Linked DNA regions of Hordeum vulgare: region 2 is linked to region 1. The links are chromatin contacts, called in public Hi-C maps. All regions are on one chromosome and are shown on one strand. Each heading gives the region's core, a stretch centred on a gene start, on an enhancer-like site or on the middle of the called end of the contact. The rest is flanking DNA. Distances are from core to core; before and after follow the strand shown. Region 1 has its middle 10 kb from the start of LOC123428150. Region 2 has its middle 20 kb from the start of LOC123431042.

The links. Hi-C and Micro-C count contacts between places; a contact is called where the count stands out from the background.
Region 2: a Hi-C map of seedling shows a contact between it and region 1, with 2.7 times the contacts expected there. The contact joins two enhancer-like sites. A contact is called at or near these places in 2 of 6 Hi-C or Micro-C datasets (leaf and seedling).

The regions. Positions count from the first base shown.
Region 1 is chr2H:635,712,845-635,716,895 of MorexV3_pseudomolecules_assembly, reverse strand. No RefSeq gene overlaps it. Among protein-coding and RNA genes, the nearest start is that of LOC123428150, 10 kb to the left of the region's middle. Within about 2 kb of position 2,610, at least 3 of the 3 cell types and tissues checked have open chromatin away from gene starts, as enhancers often do. A contact at or near this core is called in seedling, where this site is marked.
Region 2 is chr2H:635,904,508-635,908,824 of MorexV3_pseudomolecules_assembly, reverse strand. No RefSeq gene overlaps it. Among protein-coding and RNA genes, the nearest start is that of LOC123431042, 20 kb to the left of the region's middle. Within about 2 kb of position 1,619, at least 2 of the 3 cell types and tissues checked have open chromatin away from gene starts, as enhancers often do. A contact at or near this core is called in seedling, where this site is marked.

The DNA.
Region 1 (4,051 bases), core at 1,361-3,860:
GTCCCGTCGCCGCTTTCTATCCTCCCCGCCACGTCCCTCCGTCCCCGCCACTGACCCAGCTGCGCCGTACAGCGTAGGGGGTCCAGGTGTGAGGCGTCCGTGTGACGGCGAGTCGGTGAGACCGGTTGGCGAGGTGCTACGTTGGGTTGCACGGGAGACGGGACGGGCGGCCGTGATGCGACGGTGGCGGGACGGAGGTCGGTGAGGCCGGGGCGGATAGGGACGCGACGTGTCGAGCCGGGGTAGGGGGAGGGGAGGAATCCCGGGGTCGGCGACCTGGGAGTCGTCGTCAGTCGTCACGGCGGAGTTGGGTGGGTGGTGGTAGCGGTAGGCCTCTGCGTCTTCGCCAACCGGTTCCGTGGACATGGCCATGGGTCTAGCCGTCTAGGCCTAGGTCTAGCTAGGCCGGGTGAGTGGAGTTCTGGTAGGTAGGTAGAGATAGGGCAGCGGCCGCGGCGACTTCCGGTTCATGAGTTTTGTCGGTGATCATGGTACGGCCGCCCGCGTTTATGGCCGCCTCGCTGGCTGGCATGCCGCCGCACGCCACCGGCCGGCAGGCCGCCGAGAGCATTTACCCACGCCGACCTCACGTAACAGTAAAACAGCAACAGTCTAGTACAGTACTACGTGACACGGTGTTCGTCTACTACTACTACTGATAGGACCAGAAAGACACCACCTGGTGGGACATGCGGTACAACTTGGTTTGTAGCGTTCGTTTGGATGATAGCGGCAGAATCGACCGGAACTGTTCGTCTTTGTGTGGATCGACACGGCTGTGGCCGGGCGCATAAAATACTGCTCCCTCCGGCCGTCAGCTTTACTACTAGTATATATGGACGGGTACTCTACTAGTTTTATCCAGCAGGGCGCCGGTCGGTCTGCCCTAATCAATGGGAGTACATGCTCCTGGCGATCGAGCTGTGGTGTGTCGTACTGCCCCATATCATATTCCAATTGTACTGCCGCTTCCAATAACTAACGAACTGGCCAGTGCTCGATATGCTGCACCGAATCGAGATTTGGGTGCCGACGAACTGGCCCGCCAGCCAGCAGGCCACTTGCCCCCTTAAAAAACCCACCTTGCCTGCACTGGCAATCATAGTGGCCGGAGCAAGCGAGTGAGGAGATGGATGGGCGGCGTATGGGCGCAAATATAGCGAGGATCACGTCCATATCCGAAGTTGTAATCTGGGCATTGGTTGTTGCCGTCATGGGAAGTGGGGGGAGGGAGAGGTGAGGGAAGCATGCGACGGCGACGGGCGGCCCGGGGAGGAAGCTGCAGCTAGTGGACGGGCCCCGCCGTCGTTGCCACCTTATCTCTCCGTGTCTGTGTGTGCGTGTGACGCCCGCCCGATAAACAAATCCGCCCGCCGGGGGTGGAGTAACTAGGAATACAACGAGGCGTTCCTGTCGCCCCAGCTAAACAAATAGCCAAATTAATGGAGCAGTAGTAGCGTAATAATGCTACTAATCATGATAGATTAAGAGGCGAATGATACGGATCCACGGATAATGCCCGTGCACTGGAATTCCACTGCCGACTCCGCCCGCCCGCCGGCCGGCAGTTGGACGGTTCCAGCGTGCATGCGTGCGTGCCGTGCCGGTCGATTATTAAAACGGGCGAGCACACACCAGTGGGCGGCCGGAGGGCGCGCAAGTTGCCGTGGCGGGGGCCAGCTCGCTCTCGGTCGGCGTGGCCGGCGCGCGCACACGCACTGCCGCCCCGCGCTCTGGCGCCACGCCGGTCGACGCCTCGCCATCGCGCTCCAGTGTGTTGCGCTTCGTCGCCCGCCCGCCCACCAGCGCCGGTCGCTGCCGCTGCATGCCACCCGCGCCGACAAGACGGGCGGCGGCCCGGGACGGACCACCTACCCCGACTCCCGCCTGCCGCGAATTCGGAAAAGAATTTCCTCCGCTCTTTTGGACGCTTTCCGTTGGCGCTGGCGGCGGCGTCGGAGGCGACCCGTTCATGCGCTGGCAGGGGAGGAAAGCGGCGGGTCGGACCGGACCGGGGAAGCGGCGCGGCTGGTTCCGATTCCGACTAGGACGGCGACCCTGGTGGCGTGGATAGTGGAGGCTGGCCGGATTTGTTAGCGCTTTCGTGATACCGCCTCCACTCGCAGCAGCACGAATCGACCGACGCGATGATAGGCTCCTCCGGTTATATGAGTAGATGTATGTATGTATGACCATCATGGCCGGCCGGTGCTGGCGATTTTTGCAAAGGGTGCGTGTACCCCTGGGAACTCTGCAGTGAGTGAGTGAGTCGGGGATCATGCATGCGCGCTCTGCTGGTGCGCCAGGCCACTGGCTGCCGGCGCAAAAAAAGCTCGGGCGATCCCCGCCACCGTGCCGGCCACCATGGAAAAAATACTGCACCCCCGATCATGCGTCGTTCATGTGTTTGTGATGGGACGGCGGGCGGGCGATTAAGCTCTGGTGAGTGGTGACTCTATCGCTCTATCATCAGCAAGAGGGGGGAGAGGGACACACTCGAGCGTACGTTTGACTTTTCGACAGGAGGCGCCTCCTTAATTTATGAGCCAGCATAGCATAGCATAGCATATGCCTTAAACGGTGGGGCCATGTTCCGGTGGTGTGATAGTCGGCGACATCACACCTGACCAGTGGTTCTTCTTTTTCTCCCCCTCTCTCTCTCCGGGCCGAGCTGATCTAATCATTGTGCATTTGCTTGGAAAGGAGGACACCCACTACGGTGCATGAACGGCGCCGTATTATGCCAGCGTGGCCGCCGCCCGCCCCCTCTGTGTTTGTCGTGCAACCAAATTGACCGCTCGTGGTTCGGAAAGGAGGCGATGATACGATACATGCACCGGTGGATGGAGGACCACGCGCGCCACAGGGAACGCTCTCGTGCGGCCTCTTTCCGGCCGGCTTCACTGGCCAAGTACGTACTGCGACACTGCACTAATGCGTTCCTTTCGTGTAGATACAGCAACCTTGATCGTCTTGCTGTGGTTGGGCGCGCGCAGGTCAGGCGTGATTCAAGGCTCACGGGGAGAGACCACAAGCGACAATTAGACATGATTTATTTTCTTCTGTTGCATGCTCCCTGGCCCTGCATCTGCAATCTGCATGCGAGACTTCAACCGTGGGCGCATTAGCTGATTTCAACTATTAATTTTATGGATGAAAAGTCACCAGTCACAGGCTGGAAATTGAATGTTGGTCGACGATGGTATGTCATTTTTTTTTAGGTGTCAACGGTAAAATCATTTTTTTTCAGGAGGAATGGTCATATCAAATCAAATGGTCTCCCACAGGTGGCCCAGGCTCAGTTTGAAAGATTAGCCCAACATACTGCAAGCAGTGCTGCACATGCCGGCCTAGTCTGTTTACTCACCCTTTTGTTTCAGAGAAAGCCCGGCATATAAATACACATATACCACAATGGTAGTTTGACCTTACTGCTTTTTTGTTGAGTTAATTTTACTGGGTAACATTGTGGTGCTTCCTATTTGACACTAGTAACCGCAAATTGTCGCAAAATACACACACAGCTAAGCAGTGATCTCATTTGGCCCGGCTAATTTTCCTTATTCTGGCAGCTGCTAGAACAGTTTTACTGTTTTAGGAAGGTTGTTTCTCATCTTGGGACTTCTTAAAAGGTTTTTTCTTGGTATATTTGTTGTATACCACCTTTTTATATTCTCGTTTTTTATACTTCTTCCGAAATTGATTTCATAGTTTGCAAAAAAAGATGCTACTGGAATCTTATAAATATCGACTTTTCTGAAAATGTCTAAAAGGTCAATAATAATATTTTTATAATATATAAAATATAATGTCCGAGGTCATAAAAAATGTACACAAGGACCAAAAATATGTTCATATTTTTCAAAAAATATTGTCATTAACAATGTAAACTTTTAATATAAATTATTTTTGTATTTTCTAGGGTAAACAAACGAAAAATGCCTTAATGCAAAATAAAACACTGGAAAGCAACACATAGAAAATAATCTGGACTCACTACACTTGACCGAGCCGCTAGAATCCCGATGTTAATGGGTTGGCCCACTCGCTT
Region 2 (4,317 bases), core at 370-2,869, 190 kb before region 1:
ACTAGTCACCGCCACGGCACTATTGGTACGCTGGACTGGAGTACGTACCTTCACACGCCGTACTTAAGGCCGGCCGTGCGTACGTACACACACGAAGTAGAGGAGTAAGTAAGATACGCCTGGCATTTACCTTTTGCAGGTGGGTTTGCTTGCGCCAGGAGACTCTCGTCTCATCAGTACTTGCATCAGTGTGGGTTTCGTGAGAGGAAAATGAGGGTGAAAGTTACTTGATCGGCCGAGCCCATGCTGCCATGCATGCATGCCTTGGATGCTTGCACGCACGACGGACGATCACCCTACGTATTGATTACCGGTGAAGAGCCACCAGGCTGGTGATTAGACTGGTACCTCTGGCTTTGCCCGTTTTGACCTGGTGCTGTAGTAAATGCTTTGCTCGCTCTACGGGTCTCGTGTCATCTCATGTTTGAATTTGCCGGCGACGCAGGCTCCCGGGGCCATCATATGCGCTGCTAGTAGTAGTACATCAATGGGGATACGCATCGACGCACGTCCGTGCATGCCCGACGGCACGTACGCAGGGGCCACGATCGATGCCACCGAGCGGCAGGCAAAGATTTAGCAGGATGACAAGGAGATCACGGCCGGTTAGCTAGCACTCGCGCTCTCTTCTTCTGCCTGCCGGTGGACCGGTGGTGGCTGGTGCTGGTGCTGGCCGTGGCCGTGGCCCTGGCTTTGCTGTCGATCGCGCCGCGCGCCGACGCGACAGCGAGCGCACGCGATCACGATCACGATCACGAGGCTCGGCGTCGTATCACGTCGCGTCTCGCTGCAAGTTGGCGTGATCGCGATCGCGGCGCCACACGGACCAACACTCGTGATGCGATTTAACGTACCCTAGCAGTACAGCAAGTACGTACCACATTTGCACTACCGGCGCGCATCAATGCACGGTTTGTGGGTACATTACGCCGTTCCGTCTCTGCCGACGCCTGCTCGGGGTTAACATTAACAATGGTCTCTGTGGATTGGTAGTGCTAGGCCGCTGAGCTGATAGCACACACACACTCCTATTGGCTTTCTATCTACTGTGCTCGCGGGAAGGGAACAAGGCAAAACACGGGGCCGCAGCTTTGGGGGCTTAATAAGGCAGGCACTGTGACTGTGAGCTCTCTCGCCTGTTCCCGGTAACAAGTCCTGCACTGACACCGCCCCACACTGCCCAATGGCACGTCCCGTCCCCCATTAATCTACCCATTTAGCCCACCACGCCGGGCCATGCTCGAGCAGTTCGCCTGCTCGCTGTGCCGGCAGGCAGCGCATGCCGCAAACACGTCGTGATTCGTGACGCGAGACGCGAGAGCGGGCAGCCGTAAACTGCGACCATGTGGTGGTGTGGGCGCACCAGCGACGCATCACGGCCTCCGATGGCCGGCGAAGAAGAAAAGGAGTGGAAATCGGCGGGAAACCGGGTCGCATTTCGTCATCGTCCATCCATCGTGCGTGCGTGTACTGTTCTACGTGCACTAGGGACGTGGAATGGGAGGAAATCCCGGGTCAATCCCGGAGACTATTGTGTGGCGCTCTTCTATGCTGCTGCTCGACGGAGAGTGCCTGGCCCCTACCTTTGGACCTGCGTGTGTGCGACGGCCCAGAGATGGGATGCGTGGGGCTGTTTTCTCTTTTGTGTTTGTGTTTGTGCTTGTGTTTTCCACGGAGGGCACTGGCATTTGTGGCCTACTATGAATAAAGCCACTTTGGAAGTTTGAAAATTAAGGCAGAGGCCCCGGCAGGTGCACACTGCACACCATTGCAGCAGCTGCTACTAGCCGGTAAGTAGGAGTAGCAGCGGTGGTGTGTACTACTAGCTGATTAAAATATTTGTAAGCGTGGTGTGTATATACACGCATTCAGTGCTGCGCTGCTGCTGCTGGGCCTTTGCGTGCTCGTGGGTTGCTGAGCATCCAGCGATGTGTGTGATGTTGGTAAAAGCTTGATGTGAGTTCAGTTCGACACCTCCAGGCCTGAGGTCTTGTACCACACGTAGGAGCACTGTAGTTGCAAATAAACAACAAAGATTATTCACAACACAAAAATATATAAAAACATAGAGTTGTAAAACTGGCCCCTCTCCGCATTCTTTGCCTCGCTTTTGCTGCTTCATCCATGTAATGGTCTTTGATTCCCTGGGCCACTACTAATTGCTCGGTTGACTCCTTCTAAATGCATGCACCATGCATGCATGCTATGCTGGCATAAAAATGAACTCGTCAGTTGGTGAAAGCAGGATTCTGCTCCAATCCATGGATGATTGGTCCATAAAAGTGCACATTTCGCTTTGAGTAAGGAACAAAGGAGGAATCATGGTGATGCCCCTTTTTTGATAAAATAAGCACAAGATTGATCTTGTCAAGAAGCAGTTACACCCAAGTGAAAAAATCACAAAGCGAAATCGAATGCTGGCTAAACCTCCTCAGTTGAGTTATATACAGTATATAATAAAACTTCGTCAGTAATTTCTCATCGTGATGTTTGACTTTGATTTCCTTGGCCCGTTTCAGTGGGCATCGATCGTGTCGTTTGAATGCTGCAGCAGTGCAAGATGGCGAGCAAGACTGCGAAACTTAATTGCTGCGACGACCTTTCACACATTTTACCCGTACCGTTCCATAGTCAATGTCTTAAACAATCCAAGGACAAGAAACCAAAATGGCCCCTACCTTCGCTGCCCTCCCCCGCCCACATTGTAGTATCTGTGTGCTCCTGTCAGCTTTTAAGCAGCGTCCATGTCAAACGTCTCGCCCCATCTTCGATAGGCCATAGCCCAAGGAAAAAAGCACGGGAAAGAAGCACATAATTAGCAATGATATGGTCATCGGAAATATTCCCGGTTTAGAAAAGTTCGTGTGAAGCCATGCAATGCATCACCTAATGTGAACTGCTGCTGCTGCTGCTGCTGATAGGATCAACAGCACCAATTAAGCTGACAAATGTGTTTTTTAGTGTACGAAGGATGTTTGCCTGCCTTTCGACGCCATCAACTTTACACCACCAGTGCTTCACTCGCCTACTGCTGCTGCTGCTCACCTTCTTTACGTTTCCTCTCGGGAATGGCACCAGCACCGTGCCTCATGGCTGTCACACGCCTTTCCATCTCTCTTCTTTCTCCGGTATTGTAGCATTTGCTGGGTGTGCCACACATGTTTTTCTTGTCTCGGATGGGTTGGTACAACTAGCAAGTAAAGATAGTTGGAAGGGTGAATGGAAAAGTAAATTATAAAAGTTGCATTTTTCTAAAAGCGGGCATAAGCTTTGCAATTTTGTTACAAACAATGGGGCAAGGCTGCAGCAAATGGAATTACTCTCGTGGCATACGATGTTGCCCAAACTGTTAGGACAACTCCAATGGACCGACCCAAACAGACGACGATTTCATTTTTTTTTTCCGTTTGGGTCGGCCAGGCGAACACCAACGTCCGCTTCGACATTTGGGTAGGTGCATGAGCCCAACACTGGCTCAACTCATTTTTGCTGGCGTGCACCAAGCATGCATAATTTAAACATAAAAAAGCCGACCACGAAGGCCGACGAGAGTCCACGCGTTACATTATTATTAATAATAAAAACCTAGGCGTCTTCGGCGCCGACGGCGAGGTCGGGCTGTGCCGGCGCGGGGGCGAGGTCAGGCTGTGCCGGAGCGGGGACGGGCTCTGCCGGCACGGGTAGTGCTCGTGTCGGCGGTGGCGCAGCACGGGCGCACTCACGCGCTTGGTGCATCGTCATCTGAGCTTCAAGGTAGACGGTCTCCTGTGGAAGAAGCGCGCGGGGGCGTACGACGAGGGTGTTCTGGAAGTAGCCGGGCGTAGCACGGGCGCGCTCGTGCGCCTGGTGCATCGCCCTCTTAGCGTGCAGGTAGGCGACTTCCTCTGGCAGAATCGCACGAGCATAGACGACGAGGTTGTCGCCGTTGTCCATGGCTGCCGGGTCGTCGACGAGGAAACAAAGGGATGACGAGATTTGGACGGGCGGGCTTCTCGAAGCAAATGGCGGAACCCACCGCACGTTCGGATTAAAAAAGGCCGACCGCGGTCGCCGACGTGTGGGCCCGAAGATGGCGGCCGTCATAAATTATACTGATCGTGGTGGTTGGGGGCGGACACCGAGTGGGCGAGCGCGTCCGCTTCGCATCCGCGCCGACGCATTTCAGTCCCAAATTTGGGTCGGAAATGGGTCGGCGCGGACGCGAAGCAGACGCGTTTTGGCAATGGGTCGGCGCGTTGGGCCATCATTTTTGTGCGCGCCGACCCAAACGGACGGCGGCGGACGAAATGGGTCGCCCCATTGGAGTTGCTCTTAGAG